Regions from separate parts of the Mus musculus genome. Here region 1 is linked to region 2. The links are chromatin contacts, called in public HiChIP or PLAC-seq maps. All regions are on one chromosome and are shown on one strand. Each heading gives the region's core, a stretch centred on a gene start, on an enhancer-like site or on the middle of the called end of the contact. The rest is flanking DNA. Distances are from core to core; before and after follow the strand shown.

Region 1 (3,739 bases), core at 1,074-3,573, 89 kb before region 2:
ACCTAGAAGGGCTTTAATATAGCTCAGTATAGCTAGGTTTTTTTTTCTTTTTAAAGATTTATTTACTTATTTTATGTAAGTACACTGTAGGTGTCTTCAGACATCCCAGAAGAGCATGTCAGATCTCATTAGGGATGGTTGTGAGCCACCATGTGGTTGCTTGGATTTGAACTCAGGACCTTCGGTTGAGCAGTCTGTGCTCTTAACCGCTTAGCTTTGAATTTGCCACATACTGAGGATAAATAGACCTATACCAATACAGCCTATTTTTCTGTATGAATTAATTTGTTATGGTGAGTAAGGTAATTAATATGATAGAGCAAGTCATATTGTATATTTTATAGTTTTGTTGCTTTTTTTTTTAAGAATTTATTTCATATATGTCAATACACTGTCACTGTCTTCAGACACAACAGAAGAAAGCATCGGATCCCATTATATAGATGGTTGTGAGCCACCATGTGGTTGCTGGTAATTGAACTCAGGACCTCTGGAACAGTAGTCAGTACTCTTAACCACTGAGCCATCTCTCCAGCCCAGTTTTGTTGCTTTTACACAGTAGGTCTTTAATACACTCCAAAGTAAGAAATACCACAGCCTTTGTATAATATCGGGATACAGAAAATTATAGAGAAGGCTTCATGTGAGCTAGCAAATCGTGGTATTAATGACATCTGTAGCCCTACAATTGCATACCTCAGGGTGTTATCTTTACATTGCAGAACATTTTCAGTATCTCTAAATAAATAAATAAATAAATAAATAAATACTTTCCTTCTTCAAGACAGGGTTTCTCATTGTAACCCTGGCTGTCCTGGAACTGACTCTGTAGACCATTCTGGCCTACAGAAATCTGACTGCCTCTGACTCTCTAGTGCTAGGATTAAAGGTATGCGCCATCACTGCTGGGCTAGTATCTCTGATTTTTATGAGAAAGAAGCAGTTGTGTTTTCTTAGTGTTGTACTATTTTTAAGCACTATACATAAAACCCTTTGTTACCTGGCTGTCCTGAAACTTCATCTGTAAACCAGACTATCTGGGACCTCAGAGTGCTGGGATTAAAGGTATGTTTCACTGCGGCCTATTAGGATACTACTTTCAACAATCCTAGCATGTTATGGCTCGCTGAATAATACAGATGGCTCAGCAGTTAAGTGTACTGGCTATACAATCATGAGCTGTGGAAGTCTGATCCCTGTACCTACATAACAAGTCAGCAATTCCATGTGTGCCTAAACAAACCTCAGCTGGGAGGCAGAAGGATCAATGAGGTTTGAGGATTTCTGGCCTAGCCCCGGAAACCAGGGGGAGAGTCTGCCTCAAAGGAATAGGAAGAATGAAGGGACACCTGACAGCCTTTTCTGGCCCAATCAGAAACACGTGTACACAGCAAAGTTCTTTCTCAGACCAAAGCAAAGCTATGGGAAGAAATGATCCAACACTGAAGATATAAAGAAAGCCTGCCATAAGTTTTCATTTTTAAAAGAATATAGGCAATAGCCAGGTTGGGGTGGCACACTCTTTTAATCCCAGCACCTCGGAAGCAGAGGCAGTTGGATCTTTGAATTCAAGACCAGCCTGGTCTATAGACCGAGTTCCAGGACAGCCAGAGCTATACAGACAAATCCTGCCTGGAAAAACCAAAAAGAATACACTGGGTCTAATAATTGTATTTTTACCACTTATCAGCTTTATTGATGCTGAGCAAGTTTTTTCTTGAGGGCAACAGCAGCATCTCCCTGACATTAATACTTACACACTTTTAGGACAGATGTATATAAATATGTGTATGTATATGAGTAAGCATACATTTAACTTCTGTACTTACCTGTGGGCCAATCCAAGACACATGGCTGCCATCTCACGTGGTTCTACCCCAGGAATCAAGCCATCCATTTGTGATCGGATTCCTCTCATAAGTTCATTAACAACAGGACTATGGATACAGCTGAGATTCAATTTTTCCTATAAAAACATTCACATTAAATGAAAAATAAGTTTTCTTGAAAATTCACCGTTGTGGGTTTTCAGATATTGTCTTTTAAGAATTCACCAATGTAGCCAGGCAGAGGTGGCACACACCTTTGATCCCAGCACTTGGGAGGCAGAGGCAGGCGGATTTCTGAGTTTGAGTCCAGCCTGGTCAAACCCCGTCTTGAAAAACCAAAAAGAATTCACTAATGTGAATTCACAGGTTCAACTTAAACTCACAGGAACAATCTGCCTCAGTCTCCGGAAATGATAAGTGGAGCCTCCCTCAGCCCTGAAGCAGGCTGCTCCAGACTTTGACCTTGCTGCCAGTGAGAAGGAAATTACCTAAGGTGGAGCCTTCCGACCTAGATGGCTTCTTTTGTTCTGCCAGCTGCCACTGCTCTCTCCAAGACACTGCTACCTGCTGAGAAGCACCTGATACATTCCAGAGGAACATTCTATTCTGCGCATCACCTATAGGCTGGCTCCAGACACCAAGAATGGACTGGAGGGGATGGGCCTTCCCCTTTTATAAGCACACTCTCTTAGGAAACGGAGGGCCTTGAACTGAAACATGTCTCGGCTCCATTAACCTCTCGCAGTCTAAGTCTCTTTCAGCCCCAGCTTGCCTCCCTGGTGTACCTGGTCCTTGTAAGCCACAGGCCGGGATAGAACAGATAAGCATGATCTATCTCATTGGAATCTGGTATTTTAAAACAATATTGATCTCGGGTATAATATATATACTTTTCTCAACTGTACATAGTGTTTGCTTCTAGTATGTTTGTTAAGAAGTTGATGGAAATTAAATAGAGAAACCTTCCAATTACCCTTTTGGCTAGGCTGCATCCCAAGATGCAAAGCATTATTAAATCTGAGGAAGTTTTTTTCTTGCTTGTTGGACTAAGTGGACTACTGCTATTTTATTTGATTTCCAGACTTTTAAAATCTGCACATGTACCTATGTGATTTTTTTTTAAAGAAAAGATTTATTTTATATATATGAGTACACTGTCGTTATCTTCAGTCACCCCAGAAGAGGGCATCAGATTGCATTACAGATGGTTGTTGAGCTACCATGTAGTTTAGTGCGCTTAGCCACTGAGCCATCTCTCTAGCCCCAGCCAAAGGGAGTTTTTGTGCACTAGTTAAGTGCAGGTGCCTTTAAAGGCCAGACAGTATCAAATCCCCTGTAACTGAGTGATGGGTAGTAATGACCTGTGTAATGCTGGTAATGGGATCTGAAGCCCGGTGTATTAAGTGTACTAAGCACTTTTAACCACTCACCCATCATCACTCCAGCCATTTGTTTAGCTTTAAAATTACAAAGTATTGGGCTGGAGAGATGGCTCAGTTAAGAGTGCTGACTGCTATTCCAGAGGTCCTGAGTTCAATTCCCAGCAACCACACAGTGGCTCACAACCATCTGTAATGGGATCCGATGCCCTGTTCTGGTCTGTTTGAAGACAGCCACAGTGTATTTATAAATAAGATAAATAAATCTTAAAAATAATTAAGTAAATCTTTAAAAAAAATTACAAGGTACTCATATACTCACCGGATTTTAACCAAAAGTAACAGCAAAAAGTTTCTATCTTTTCCCTATGGATAAGTGCATCCCTCAAATAACCCTCCCAAAGAGTATTAATGAATAGTATAAACACAGATAACAAGTATCTTTTTGACCCTGGATTTTGTGGCACACAAATTCCATGTTGGAGAAAAAAATTTGTTTTAAAAAACAAAACTGTTTCAATCATAACACTT
Region 2 (3,824 bases), core at 1,009-3,508:
GGACTAAATAAAGCTAAAAATGTTGCAGAGAAGCCCAGAAATCTTTTTTCCACCTTTTTTGCTTCTTTTGTCTCCCTTAGTTAAAAAATAAATTAAAAAATATTTTTAAAGATTTATTTTTATTTATGTGTGTATACATGTCTGTAAATGTATGCTGTGCGTGTGGGTACCTTTGGTGGCCAGAAGAGGGCGATAGATATGCTGGAGCTGAGGTTACAGGCAGTCGTTAGTCACCTGATGTAGGTGCTGGAAATTAAACTCATGGCCTCTGGAAGGGCAGAGAGCTCCCCTAACTACAGAGTCATCTCTCTAACCCTTTGTTTAACTTTGGAAACAGGGTCTGTCTCTATAGCCCAGGCTGGCCTTGAGTTTGTTTGCTGCACACCATAGCCTTTTAACTGCCAGAATTCCAGGCAAGTGCCATCAGAAACCTTTCACAAACTTTTCAGGTGATGGCTGGCTGTGGGGGTGGGGGTGGGGGTGGGGGTGGTGCACATCTTTAATCCCAGCACTCATGAGGCAGAGCCAGGTGGATCGCTGGTCTACAGAGCAAGTTCCAGGATGGCCACGGCTACACAGAGAAACCCTGTCTTAAAACCAAACCAAACCAAACCAAACCAAACCAAACCAAACCAAACCAAAACGTGTAGGTGCTTCTGAAGTGCACTAACGTTTCAGAACCACTGATCTAGGAAGTAACTAGAATTGACCTTTTATCCTTTCCTTGGGCTTTGGGACTGTTTCCCCAGTCTGCCCAGATTTGGAGGTTGCTGGTGAACCTTATCTTGTGGAAACTTGCAAAAGAATTCTAAGTCCTCTCACTAGATCACTCATACTTTTTTTAAAAAATGTACTAATGTGTGTGTGTGTGTGTATATATATGCAATCCATGTAATACTGGTGACTGAACCCAGGGCCTCACACATCCTAGAAAGTGTTATAACACTGAGATGTATCCCTAGTATCTGGCTCACTCCTTATAATAAACCGTGCAGGTCACTACTGAATTTAAAGTAGGAAAAACAACATGACCATTAAGACCAAAGGGGAGAATTGTTCTTTAAACAGCTAAAAGCACTTCCTTGGAATTTCCTTCTTCTTGCCTTCCAAGACCGGAAAGCCTTTCTAAAAATTAGCATTTGTCATTGAGACAGGCACAGGCCTCCGGTGACTTTCTGCAGTGGCATTTCATTGCATTGAGAATGTCTGGCTAACCTCCGAGGACTCGGCCGGAGCCGGCCCTGGCGTCATGAGACAGGAAATCTGTTTTGACTGACTCAGTCATGGCTTAGCTTGGGCCATGTTCTGTGGTGCCTAAAGCCCCCGCTGCACTTGGCTAAGACGCTGGAGCCTGCCAGGGTTCGCATTCTGGATCTGTGATTTACAACAGGGACAATCTGAAGATCAGGGTACATTTTCCTGGCTAGTGTCACTCAGCTTTGAGCATGGAGGTGACAGAGCCTCATGTTAGAAGAATTCTTGCTTAAAATCCTGACCAACCTAGGCCTCATACTCCCAAAATATATTCTTATCAGATACCCACAAAGAATGACATTAAATATCAGTATAGGGCTGGAGAGATGGCTCAGCGGTTAAGAGCATTGGCTCCTCTTGCAGAGGTCCTGGGTTCTATTTCCAGCAAGCACATGGTGGCTCACAACCATCTGTAAGTAGGGTTGCAGGGGATCTGACGCCCTCTGTTGGTCTCCTCAGGCACTGCATGCACATGATACACAGACGTACATGCCGGTAAAACACCCATACACAGAAAATAAAAATAAATACATTTAGAAATAATAAAATCAGTATAAAATTATTTTTGAGTAGGATGGGAAGAAACAGTGGAAGATAAACAGGAAAGATCAAAACCTTCCACTTAAGGAGGCAGAGTCAGTGTTGTTTCACAGTTTGGTAGTGACCACAGAGGGAAGATATTAATTTGCTGCAATGTCCAAATTGAGGTTGGTATTTATTAAGGGACATCATTTTTTTTTTTCGTTCCTCATCACCGCTTAAAGAGTAAAGTTCTTTTACCAGTCCCTGAGGCAGAAAAGGATGCCAGGCGTGGAGAGGTGAAGGTGCTTGTAGCCTGCTACACAGTTCAGGTTCAGTTTAGTAGCACAGACCTGCAGCTGGGCATGCATTCGCTTGTGACTTTAAGGGGCCAGGAAAGAAAAAAGGCGCCCTCTCTGTGAGTCACATGGTTTAGGTTTCAGAGCCCAGGCTGGAGTTCAGGCCCGCTTGCTCCCTCTGCTGTACATTGTGTAGCAACAATAAGCACATGGCTTCTGTCTGGCCTGGAACCCACCCTTAGAAATGTAAGTGGGGCTGGAGAGATGGCTCACTGGTTAAGAGCATTGGCTTCTCTTCCAGAGGTCCTGAGTTCAATTCCCAGCAACCACACGGTGGCTCACAACCATCTGTAATGGGATCTGATGCCCTTGTGATGTGGCTGAAGATAGCAACAGTGTACTCATATACAGAAAATAATCTTGAATGAAAGAAAGAAAGAAAGAAAGAAAGAAAGAAAGAAAGAAAGAAAGGTAAGGGGTTTTCACTTCTGCAAGAAGCAATGACACCCACCTTTAATGCTAATAAGAGGCAGGGGCGGGGGCAGGGGCAGGGGGATTTCTGTGAGTTCCAGGACAGCCAAAGTCACACACTGAGACTGTCTTAAAACACACAAGCAAAACTAAAACTAAAACCGAAACTGAAACCATACCAAACCAAAACTAGAAGCTATAATGGGTAAGGAACAGTCCTGCTGCCAGAGCCCAGTGGGGTAGTAATATGCCTAGGTGCCCACAAAAGCATTGAGAGCCTAATTCAGTCTCTGAGCTATGAACTGTGAGTGCCTCCACACCCAGTGGCCCCAGGCTCAGTATTTCTTAGAACTACTACCACCCGTCATGATCAATATAAACTTGTTTTTGAAGGAAGCCTCCACCAAGGCACACTGTTCGTTTGAGAAAGGATCTCTCTGTAGTGCTGGCTGTCCTGGAACTAAGGAGACCAGGCTGGCCTTGAACTCCCAGAGATCTACCTATCTTTATCTCCCAAGTGCTAGGATTAAAGACCTGTGCCTCTTTGGCATTCTTGCCAGCCAGGGCTCTGGTCGACAGCAGCTAGGCCTCTAAAGAGAAGGTCCTGCTTTCTCGTACCAGCATGTCTGTAGGCATGGAACCCTAGCCGCCTCACCAGCATATGCACACCTCCATGAAAGCAGGAGGTGGAGAAGGGTGGATGCTTGGGGTGGGGGTGGGGTTTGTGTCTGTCCCCGAAGTCTCTACTCTTGTCTCAGTCTGCAGTCTCCAGCAGGAAAGAAATCTTTAAATAATGGAAGAACAGAAAACATGTCGCTTGCATTTGCATTCGACAGACAGAGGCCTCTGCTTCTAACTTCCAGTTCATGCTTTGAAGGGACATGGAAAGACTTCTCTGTTAATGGGTCTGAACAACACCGAGTTCTATCTGGGCAGTCCCAGTGAAAGGATTCACGAATCGCCAGCTCACTCTACCTTGGCTGTCTTTGGCATTTCCTCTGAGGGGTCCTCCTGGTTCTTCATGAGAGTCAAGTTCACTTCCACGTTCCTATTGGGTTAACACACAAAAGAATAATGAGACAAAATAAATGCAAACTCCCCTGTGTCCATGCCCTTCCGGTAGAGTGTGGATTTTTGAGACAGGGTGTCCTTATGTAGCCCTGGCTGTCCTGGAGCTCACTCTGTAGACCAGGCTGGTTTTGAACTCACAGAGATCCAATTTCCTCTGCCTCCTGAGTGCTGGGATTAAAGGCGTGTGCTACCATTATCCAGTGCTGCTGA

What was found. HiChIP or PLAC-seq counts read pairs in DNA pulled down with a chosen protein or histone mark.
Region 1: a contact with region 2 is called in an H3K27ac HiChIP or PLAC-seq map of embryonic stem cells, with 10 read pairs. The contact joins two enhancer-like sites. A contact is called at or near these places in 2 of 115 datasets of contacts at active chromatin or transcription factors (both in embryonic stem cells) and 1 of 9 other capture datasets (liver).

The regions. Positions count from the first base shown.
Region 1 is chr1:59,696,550-59,700,288 of GRCm38.p6, reverse strand. It overlaps Nop58 (NOP58 ribonucleoprotein), which reads right to left. Exons shown (of 15, transcript NM_018868.2): 5 at 1,830-1,966. Among named protein-coding and RNA genes, the nearest start is that of Gm26287, 5.8 kb to the left of the region's middle. Within about 2 kb of position 2,323, at least 19 of the 459 cell types and tissues checked have an H3K27ac peak or open chromatin away from gene starts, as enhancers often do. A contact at or near this core is called in embryonic stem cells, where this site is marked.
Region 2 is chr1:59,607,500-59,611,323 of GRCm38.p6, reverse strand. Gm973 (predicted gene 973) reads right to left here. Exons shown (of 19, transcript NM_001357842.1): 11 at 3,519-3,591. Among named protein-coding and RNA genes, the nearest start is that of Gm33833, 10 kb to the left of the region's middle. Within about 2 kb of position 2,258, at least 51 of the 459 cell types and tissues checked have an H3K27ac peak or open chromatin away from gene starts, as enhancers often do. A contact at or near this core is called in embryonic stem cells, where this site is marked.